2 separate regions of the Rattus norvegicus genome follow, and region 1 is linked to region 2. A link is a contact called in public Hi-C data. All regions are on one chromosome and are shown on one strand. The core of a region is the stretch at or near the end of the contact, and the rest is flanking DNA. Distances in the headings are between cores, read along the strand shown. Region 1 has its middle 48 kb from the start of Tpm1. Region 2 holds the start of Tpm1 (tropomyosin 1).

Region 1 (5,193 bases), core at 2,607-5,106, 47 kb before region 2:
ATCACCATCATAACGATAATGAATTTTTTTTCAGTTTTTAGTTTTTCAAGACAGGATTTCTCTCTGTAGCCCTTGTCCTGGAACTTGCTCTGTAGACCAGGATGACCTGAAACTCAGAGACCTACCTGCTTTTGCCTCCTGACCGCACTGCCCAATGATAATAAATATTTTAAAAGAAAACAAAAAAACAATAGATATTATAGGCATATATATTTAAAAAATTAGGTCAATAATCACAAATATAAACAAATTAAATTCATCTGCTACAAGTATCCTCACACACAAATACACAATAAAGAACCATACTGAGCCTAATGACTGGAAGCAAATAATTTTTGAACATGTGTGTGTGTGTGTGTGTGAACGCGCGCGCGAGTGCATGCGTGTGTGTGCGCGTGCACACACACACAAACTAGATACTGTGCTAAGAACCAGAATCCAGCTAGCATCTATTGAAAAAGACACGAGAAACAAAGCCCAGGAAAATATTTAAGTTTAAAAATCTGGAATGGTGCCGGGCATGGTGACAGCTCTGGTCCCAGCACTCAGGAGGCAAAGGCAGACAGATCTCTGTGAGTTCAAGGACAGCCTGGTCTATGGTGAATCCAGGTAGTCAAGGCTGCATAGTGGGACCTGGTCTCACAAAAAGCAAATGAACATTAAGAACAGCGGCAACAGAATTAGGGCTGGAGAGATGGCTCATCAGCTAAGAGCTCTTGCTGCTCTTGCAGAGAACAAGTTTGATTCCCCAAAATCCACATCAGGGATCTCACAACACTTTGTAACTCCATGCTCCAGGGGACCAGACACCCCGTTCTGGCCTTCTTGGGTAACTATGAACATGTGACACATATGCATGGATATGCTCACACATACACATAAGGAAAAATACATGGATTTTTATTTGGGGAAAAAATACAGTAGTTGATAGTAGCTAGAACAAATTTAGCAATAAAAGTAAGTAAATATTTGTTATTGAAATAAAATAAAATAAGTCTTAATATAAAACATGGGAAATATTGATAAGGAAATAGCTTATCGATAATAATTGTTATGATTGCTATTCTGACTCTATATGTGCCTTACAACATATCTACAAAATATATTAAGCAAAGTTGGACATATTAGCCAAGTGTGGGTACACCTGCCATTCTAGCCCTCAGGAAGATGAGTTCAAGGTCAACCTGAGCTACAGAGTGAGCCATTGTCTCAAAAAATTGCAAAATTTATTTTTGAAAAGATATTATTGATAACCTACAACTGACTTTTAGTAACTTCTCTTAGCAACTTTAAAACAACAGCAGAAAATAGTGAAGCATATAGGTGAGGGCCACAGTTCAGTATGGAAACTTATAGAAGGTGTTTTAGTTAGGGTTTTACTGCTGTGAACAGACACCATGACCAAGGCAACTCTTATAAGGACAAAATTTAATAGGGGCTGGCTTACAGGTTCAGAGGTTCAGTCCATTATCATCAAGGCAGGAACATGGCAGCGTCCAGGCAGGCATGGTGCAGGATGAGCTGAGAGTTCTACATCTTCACCTGAAGGCTGCTAGGAGAATACTCACTTCCAAACAGCTAGGAGTAGGGTATTAAAGCCCACACCCACAGTGACCCACCTACTCCAACAAGGCCACACCTACTAATAGTACCACTCCATGGGCCAAGCAAATACAAACCACCACAGAAGGTAAGGGTCACAGTTCACCGTGGAGACATATAGAAGGTGAGAGCCACAGTTCACCATGGAGACATATAGAAGGTGAGAGCCACAGTTCACCATGGGGACATATAGAAGGTTAGGGCCACAGTTCACCGTGGAGACATATAGAAGGTGAGAGCCACAGTTCACCATGGAGACATATAGAAGGTGAGAGCCACAGTTCACCATGGAGACATATAGAAGGTGAGAGCCACAGTTCACCATGGAGACATATAGAAGGTTAGGGCCACAGTTCACCATGGGGACATATAGAAGGTTAGGGCCACAGTTCACCATGGGGACATATAGAAGGTGAGAGCCACAGTTCACCATGGGGACATATAGAAGGTTAGGGCCACAGTTCACCGTGGAGACATATAGACGGTGAGGGCCACAGTTCACTATGGAGACTTGCATTGCAGAAATACAAAATAGTTTTTCCTTTTTGTGTATTTTGTTTGCTTGTTTGGAAGAAGTTTCATTGCGACATATTTTGTACATGTGTATTCATACATGTTGACCAAACTGACCCTCTCTCGCCTTTTCTTCCCCTCCTCCTCTCTCCAGCAACCTTTCCTTCCCAAGTCTCTTTCTGTTTTCATGTCTTTGTTTAAAACAATCTGGTTTTCCCATATGACAGACATTGAGACGTTTGCTTTCCTGGCTTATTTTGCTCACCATTATCTCCAGTGTTGGCCACTTTTCTGCATGTGGCATGATTTTATTTTATTTTTTGTTTTGTTCTATTTATTTCTTTGTTCATCTTTCAAGACAGGGTCTCTCTGTGTACTCTTAGCTGTCCTGGAACTCACTCTGTAGACTCAGACTCAGAGGTCTGCCTGCCTCTACCTCTCAAGTGCTGGGATTAAAGGCAAACACCACCACTGCCCGGTTTATGGTTTTTTTTACGCCGGAGTAAAACTCCATTCTATATACATGCTACATTTTTTTACTCATCTGTCTGTGGACACCTAGGCTAATTCCATGACTTCCCTACTGAATAAGCAGCCTTTCAAGTACTCGCTGACAGGAGTTAACCATGTACCCAGAGTCACAAAGGAAATACCAAAGCACACCGAAGAGTCGACAGTATAGGGTGCATATTCTCTGACCTCAGGGGTGTAAAACTAAAACATCTCCACACGAGTCCAGATGTTAAGAAAGCTTGTGGGGCTGGGGATTTAGCTCAGTGGTAGAGCGCTTACCTAGGAAGCGCAAGGCCCTGGGTTCGGTCCCCAGCTCCGAAAAAAAAGAACCAAAAAAAAAAAAAAAAAAAAAAAAAAAAGAAAGCTTGTAAATGCACTTGTAAATAATACGTAAAAGAATTGCCATAAATGACAAACTATAGCTCAAGGATGGTAAAGTGTCCTCTAATTAAATAACAAAGAACAAATACATAAATATACTACCATCCTATAAAAACACCGGGGTACGGGGACATTCTGGAGGAGTGGTTCTGAAACAGAGGTGAATCCTTAAAACTGGGCCAGCGGGAGACGAGTTTGGGGCACGCTAGACAAGACTGTTTCAAATCCCTTCTGTACTTCCACACATTTGCTCTCTGTTGCCTCTGGCTGGAATGCTCCTTCTCCCTTGCACCTGAACCCACTCATCCAATCTGGTTCCTACCTCCTATCCTTTGGCTGGTCTAGATTACTATGCGAGAGGCGTACGTGCGTGCATGTGTGCGTGTGTGCGTCTCCCCAGCACAGAGATTTTTGTGTGCCATCATCCGTTTTTCACTCCGTTTCGGGAAATCAAGCTTAGGTCCTCGTGCTTGTACAGCAAGCACTTTACTAACTGAGCCATCTCCCTGGCTCCCCGACCACTTCTCAATCACAGGCAATTCTTAGTTTAGACATGCCTTGGGTAGCCACAAAACCCAGGGAGAAGAGATGTCTCCTAGTTCAGTCTTTACAGTGGAGCCTAACAGCGTTCAGTCTTTGTGGAGAGAGACCTTTGGGGCCTGCATCCCAATCCCACAGTTTTAATTGACTGGAGCCATGCAGGCAAGCCAGCCTGCTGTGGCTGGAGGGAAGATTCCATCCTGGCTTTCTGGTTCTACAAAAGCTGCCTCTATTTGCGTGCTAGAGAGAGCCAAGAGCCGCATTCCTACAATATATTGCTCACTGCCCCTGAAACCACAGCAAAAAAAAATCAATGTCACCAAGAGGCCACTTTAAATCACAGCCCAAGGCTTCCAATAGGTTCTGTGTTCCTGGAAGTCTGGAAATTTGGAAGCCAGGCCCAAATCCTGCCTAGAAATTGGCATCCACCTGCTTTTAAAAGGAGTAAGATTTCACTCCAGGGAAGACAAAACCTCATTAGGCTATCGTTCATCTTCCTGGGGAGCCGTTTGCCTGGTGTGAACTGAACCTTCAAACACAAACTCCTTCTTGGAGTGCAGAGTAGGGTAGCTGATGTTGCAACATCTCCGGGAATAATTTGAGAGCAATTTTGTTATTATTGCCATCCCCATCATCACTTCCACCTAGCGATTAGGCTGATACCATTAAGTCAGCGTTTTCAAGCAAATTGTTGTGGTGTGAAGGAGTGTGTGTGTTCTGCTTGGGGATTTCAGCTGTCATCGTTTCTAGCCTGTTGCAGGGGTTGATAATTTAACCACAGGTATGCGCTCCAGGCTGAAAGCTGATAAATGAGATGGGGGAGGGGGGCTGCTCCATCCCTCATATGTTTTCCTATTAATAGGGAGGCATCAACATGTCAGCTTAGGGACTAGATGGAAGGCTCAGTGGATAAAGTGCTTGCTGAGTAAGAACCAAGGTTCGGAGCACCAGCACTCACACAAAATGGTGGTGTGGTGGCGCTCATGTCTGTAGCCCTAGTGCTAAGGGGAAGGGACAGGGAGATCCTAGGGACTTGCGGGTCTAGGAGAAATGACGAGTCCCAGGTTCAGTGAGAGAGTCTGTCTCTAAAAATAGAGAGCAATTGGAAGGCATGTGACCTCAGCCTCTGGCCTCTACATATGCCCTCACTGGTGAGAACACCAACACACACGCAAACCCTGAGTTAAGACATTGCCTGTTCCGGGTGGTTCTGTGTACACCCGCAGTTCAAAAGGTCTGTGATCCCAATGTCTCCCCAGCTGGGCATTCATTCAGCCCCCCCAAAAAGATCAAGACGAACATGAAGCAGTGCAAGCAGCACTTGTGATTTGTGTAAACATTCTTCCGTGTACACACACACACACACGCGCGCGCGCGCGCGCACGCACTTTAACAGAACAAAATGGAGGAGTAGTGATCCCATCTGTGGCCCTCTGTGGAGAGTCGCTGCAGACTCACTCACGTGGAGGAAAGGAATCAAACAGACCTTAGTGTATGAATCCCAACTGTGTGGCCTTGCGGGCTACAGACCCACTCTGGATCTGCTCCCTCCTCTACAGAATGGAGGCTAGAGCTCTTCCCCCTAGGGAGGGTGTGAGCAATAAGTAAGGTAAAGTTCACAGAGCAAATCCCAGTTTGCATGCA
Region 2 (5,433 bases), core at 2,712-5,211:
AAGGTGTGTGCATGTGTGCGATGTCACTTGGGAACCCGGAAGGACAGAGAAATGATAATCTTAAAAAATAAATTGGTCTGGAGAGATGGCTCAGCAGTTAAGAGCACCGACTGCTCTTCCAGAGGTCCTGAGTTCAAATCCCAGCAACTACTTGGTGGCTCACAGTCATCTGTAATGGGATCCGATGCCCTCTTCTGGTGTGTCTGAAGACAGAGACAGTGTATCTATATATAATAAATAAATAAATCTTTAAAAATAAGTAAATTAATTAACTGTGAGGCACAGGCTTAATAACATGCCCAATAACAAGCCATTCATGCTCCCATTTTCTTGACCAAAGCAAGCCCCTAACTTACTTTGGTGAAGATATACAACCCTGCCAAGGCACTGGCTGGACAGAAGCAGGGTTGGGGATTTAGCTCAGTGGTAGAGCGCTTGCCTAGCATGTGCAAGGTCCTGGGTTCCTGGGTTCTGTCCTCAGCTTGGGAAAAAAAAAAAAGACAAAAACAAACAAACAAACAAACAGTCTGAACATATAAAAATAATCGTAATCACCTTTGCACATGGCATCTTCAGCCCAAACTCTAAATCCTTTTCATTTCAGCAGTTAATAATTCATACTTTCTGTGTCTCTTGGTGTAAGCTACAGTGAGAGAAACTGAGTAGCCCATCTCGCCTTTGCCTGACAGGCCACAACACTAGCCCCTTGGTTCATCTTGATATCTCTTCTTAATCATGGTCGATTGCTGGAGAGCAAATATACACCATATAGCAAGTGGCTATTCAGCCTTCTCTTCACTATCCTCTTTGAGGCACAGAAGACGTGCTAGGTATAGAATCTGTTATAGAAATCATGGTATTTGGTTTGCCATATTCCTTGATGAAAGGCAGGTCATGGGCAGTATCATCTGTGAAGCTGGGTGGGACCTGGCCAGCTGTCAGACTATTCAAAGGGGTGAACTGGTAATGACTAAACTCGGGGACACATCATGTCACCCCATTGGTGTTGGTAATGTGGTAGTTCTGGAGCTAGGGAGCTAGCTCAGCAAGCACCTGATTTCACCCCCGTATAATGTATGCACTCCTGGCCATCCCAGCACTGGAGAGTTGGATTCCTGGGGATCTTCACCCAGCAAGCCTAGTCTACATGGCAAGTTTGAGACCTTGTCTCAAAACCAACAAAGATGGCATCCTCAGGAGAAACACCCAAGGTTGACCCCTAGCACGTGTGCCCCACCCCCACAAAGTTAGCTCAGTGTAACTCAGTGTAACACTTGAGCTCCATAGGCTCCAGCCTTCAAGGATAGCTGTGTGTGAGAGGGCCAGGGCTAAGAAGAGGTAGAAAGAAATCTATAGTTTCTACCCACACAAGAGCCATGTACTTTGCAACCCCAGGACTCAGGAAGCAGAGGAAGGAGGACAGGAGTTCAAGGACAACCAAAATTCCAAGTTCTTTGCCATCTGGCCTCAGTTGCCTATTCAGTCTGATATCCAGGAAACCCTACTGACCAACCAGTGTTAATGGCTTCTCAATCCCTGTTGTGACTCTCCTCTAAAATCTGTTATAAAACTTCCCAAGGAAGCCTTTTCTGTCTGCTCTGACCTGGTTCTTCCTGTGTTTTCCTTTTTGAGGTCTTACATCGCTGTTCATTCTCAACGTCTGGATGAGAAAGTTGTATGTCATCCAATTTTGAGTTCAGAGTCCAGTACTGCCTGTCATGCATGTAGCAGGTATCCAGTTGTGATATATTTAATGAGCTTATTTAAAATGGATTTAGTGAGTTTTTCAACTATGCCTAGCACATGGAGAAAGTCAGTATCTACACCAGTACCTCATTAATAGAAGAGAATGGAGGCTTTAAGGTTGTACCATGGCCAAGGCTATATAAAAAGAAGTGTCCACATCCTTTTTGGAGCTCAGCTTCTAAATTCCAGGGTCCCTATTCTTCTCCTCTGTTAAACTCCAGGCTGGAGAATCAGCTCCCTATAGCCCACATATCTGAGTACTGCTCATGGCCTGGAAGGGTGTCCATGCCCTGAGCCACTTAGCACGTGGCAAGGAAGGGTTCTGGTGCATTTTCTGTGCCACAAAGCCCCTGTGCATCCTGTTCCATGATGTTCTGGTCATTACCAGAGGGTCTGTTTTCCCTGCTGGGCAGCCAGAAACCTGATAAAATCCTAGAGAGGAATTTGATCATTCTTTTCTTGAAGGACTTAGCAAGTCATTTGGCCTGCCTAATCTACTCAGACACTGTCTGGGGAATATTTGATATCCATGTAGTACAGGCTGTAAATTATTCTGTTGGGACTGGTCACAGGACCCTGACAACCCTGTCTCAGTCATCGGTAAGGTTTGGGGACGACCCCCCCCCTTGCTTCCTGAAGCCTCATTGCAATGGAAAAGATCAGACTTCTCCTCCTTGGAGACTAAACCAAGGATGGCACAAGCTTAAAGAGATGGGGGGGGGGGTGTCCTCCTGCCTTCAGTGCAGACCTGGCTGGCCCCTTTCCCTCTGCAGAGTTCACCCTACGGATTGAACCATTTCCGTAGGCTAATTTGTAGCATGTTTTCAGCACCAGCACCCAAGTGCCTAACAGAGAAAAGAAGGACGCCCACCCCCCACCCCCAATAGATCCGAGCAAGGAAAAAAATGAAAAGCTAGATCTGAAGGGATTTTAGGAATCCACTACCCTCTGAATTTAGATATGAGGAAACTGAACTAACAAGATGGATGGCTCAGCAGGTAACGGAGCTTGCTATCAAGCTCAAAGACCTGTGCAGGATCGAACACCCACATGGTAGAAAGAACTGATTCTTAAAGAGTTGCTCTCTGACCGCCACAGCCCACCACGGCCACGCCCACGCCCCTATAAGTAAACGACTAAAGTAAGGGAAGCTACAGCATGGAAGCTGTTTCTAATCACAGCTACACAATGTAGCTGTTAGCTGCTAATGACTGAAGACCAGACCCCTCCCACTCCCCACGTTAACTGAGTCTAAACTCAACACACACACACACACACACACACACACACACACACACACCTTGGCACACTCCTTCTACCCTTTCCAAAGCACAGCACAGGCACATAACTCAGCAAACCACACACACACACACACACACACACACACACACACACACACACACACACCTTGGCACACTCCTTCTACCCTTTCCAAAGCACAGCACAGGCACATAACTCAGCAAACCGGGCCCTAAGTTCCTAATGTATTTTACTGCCCACCTCCAGCTTGGTGAAACGATTGGAGACTTCCTGTGTGTATCATTATGCCCACCATCACGGGCAGAGAGACAGGGCCTCAGGAATGGCCCCCACACCTTCCTCCACCTCTATTTCTCTGCGTGGGTTGAAATTTCCAGACTGTGAGAGCCCAGGACTATGACTGGTGGGTGGACTCAGAGCTGCTAGAAGGACGCAGCTAGGTACTGAGAACTCCCAGGCCCAGATGCAAGGTGCGGTGGCTGTGACTGGCAGCCCCCGGACCTTACAGTGAGCACCCCAGGACCCGGAGGCCAAGTGAGATGGTGCGCACACACCACCTGCCCTGTTCCCGGGATTCCCTGTGACTCCCGACAGACTCTTCTGGGGACCCTGACCGCCAGGCGACGGCTCTGGGAGGTGGCTAGAGACTCTCGCCCAGTACCGGGCTCCTCTCCAGCGAGGTCCGGGAGCTCTTTCCCAGGCGTGCAGGTTTAGAAATAGGACGGCCTCGCCCGGCCGCGGTCTCGGAGGCTCGGGTCCCCATATATAGTCATATCCACCGTCAACTGGGAGGCCGGCAGGCGGCAGCGAATGGGCGTGAGGCCCCCGCGGGAGGAGCGAGGAGGGGGCATGGGGCGGAGGCAGGAGACTGGGAAAGGGGGAAGGAGGAACAAGCTTTTCCAAAAAAGTATTGGCTGTCCTAAGGAATGCGGTCGCCCCCCTGGGAAAGTACATATCAGGGAGCAGCAGGCAGCTCCGCGCTCGCACTCCGGCTCTGCCACCCTACCGCGCTCGCGTCTCCTCTGGCTCCTCTGCCTAAGGGCCCCTCGCCACCGCCACCATGGACGCCATCAAGAAGAAGATGCAGATGCTGAAGCTCGACAAAGAGAACGCCTTGGATCGAGCAGAGCAGGCGGAGGCTGACAAGAAGGCTGCGGAAGACCGGAGCAAGCAGGTCTGCGTCTACCCCCAACCCCCACTGCCCCAACTCCGCGTCAGTCTCTCAGTCCGGGAACCCGAACTGGCTCCCTTTCCCCATCCTATCCCCAGCACAGGATGTCCAGGGGCGCGCATTTAAAAAAAAAATTAGGAGAAGAAGCTCGAGAGTTAGACTGATTCTAACTTTTCTGTCTCGCCTGAGGACGCTTGTGGCCCTTCTCTGGCTCCCACGGTCCGCGAAGTCCACTGAGCTCCGTAAAGAGGCTCTTGACTCTTAGGATTGGGGATCAGTTTTGAAAGAGGAAGGGAGAAAGGATACAAGTTCCCGGGATGCCTGGAGGGAAGGGCGGGGGAGCGGGGCAAGGATTAAGTCCTAAGGTGTCCGAAGTTCTTTGGACCTTTTGGTTGGGGAGAGAGAGCCCTTAAGATGGGATTGAAAACTTTGAAGCGCACTGAATTATTTCCTAAGAACAAAGATGGGACAGAATGGGAGACACAGACGGAAAGCTAGCCAAACAAGGGCGTGTTTCTTCAATCCCTCAAGTTGGGGACCTGAGCTTGCTGTCTTCGGCCGAGCGTGTGGTCCCGGGGTGGCGTGGGGTGGGGGGTGGGATGCGAGATGAGTCACTGAGTGGTTCCAGCTCTGGGAGAGAGATTACCTAGGGTCCCTTGAGCCCCAAAGCAGCGATCCCTTAGCCCCAGGACCCCAGCCAACCTGGCACCCGTTTGTTGTGTGTCTCACACCCGGTCCATGCCGGCCGCCCGCGCCCGCTCTCCGCTGTCCCAGCTCGAGGAGGACATCTCAGCAAAAGAGAAGCTGCTGCGGGCGTCGGAGGACGAGCGGGACCGGGTGCTGGAGGAGCTGCACAAGGCAGAGGACAGCCTGCTGGCTGCCGACGAGACCGCCGCCAAGGTACCCGGGCGCGCGGTGTGGCACTGCACACGAATGGCTAACTTTCTCTTTCTCTCTCCCTCCCTGTCTTTCCCTCTCTCTCTCTTTCCCGCTGTCCCTGTCCTTTATGGTCTACGCACCCTCAACCCGCACCTTGCGGGATCACGCTGCCTGCTGCACCCCACCCCCTTCCCCCTTCCTTCCCCCCACCCCCGTACTCCACTGCCAACTCCCAGCTGGAAGATGAGCTGGTGTCACTGCAAAAGAAACTCAAGGGCACTGAAGATGAACTGGACAAATACTCCGAGGCTCTCAAAGATGCCCAGGAGAAACTGGAGCTGGCGGAGAAAAAGGCCACAGATGTAAGTGCACGCTCA

What was found. Hi-C and Micro-C count contacts between places; a contact is called where the count stands out from the background.
Region 1: a Hi-C map of the A7r5 cell line shows a contact between it and region 2, with 4 times the contacts expected there. The contact joins the enhancer-like site here to the promoter of Tpm1 in region 2. A contact is called at or near these places in 2 of 12 Hi-C or Micro-C datasets (the A7r5 cell line and mammary epithelial cells).

What each region holds. Positions count from the first base shown.
Region 1 is chr8:76,588,959-76,594,151 of GRCr8, reverse strand. No RefSeq gene overlaps it. Among named protein-coding and RNA genes, the nearest start is that of Tpm1, 48 kb to the right of the region's middle. Within about 2 kb of position 3,856, at least 8 of the 93 cell types and tissues checked have an H3K27ac peak or open chromatin away from gene starts, as enhancers often do. A contact at or near this core is called in the A7r5 cell line, where this site is marked.
Region 2 is chr8:76,541,943-76,547,375 of GRCr8, reverse strand. It overlaps Tpm1 (tropomyosin 1), which reads left to right and starts at 3,961. Exons shown (of 10, transcript NM_001301336.1): 1 at 3,961-4,180; 2 at 5,293-5,418. The coding sequence starts at 4,067.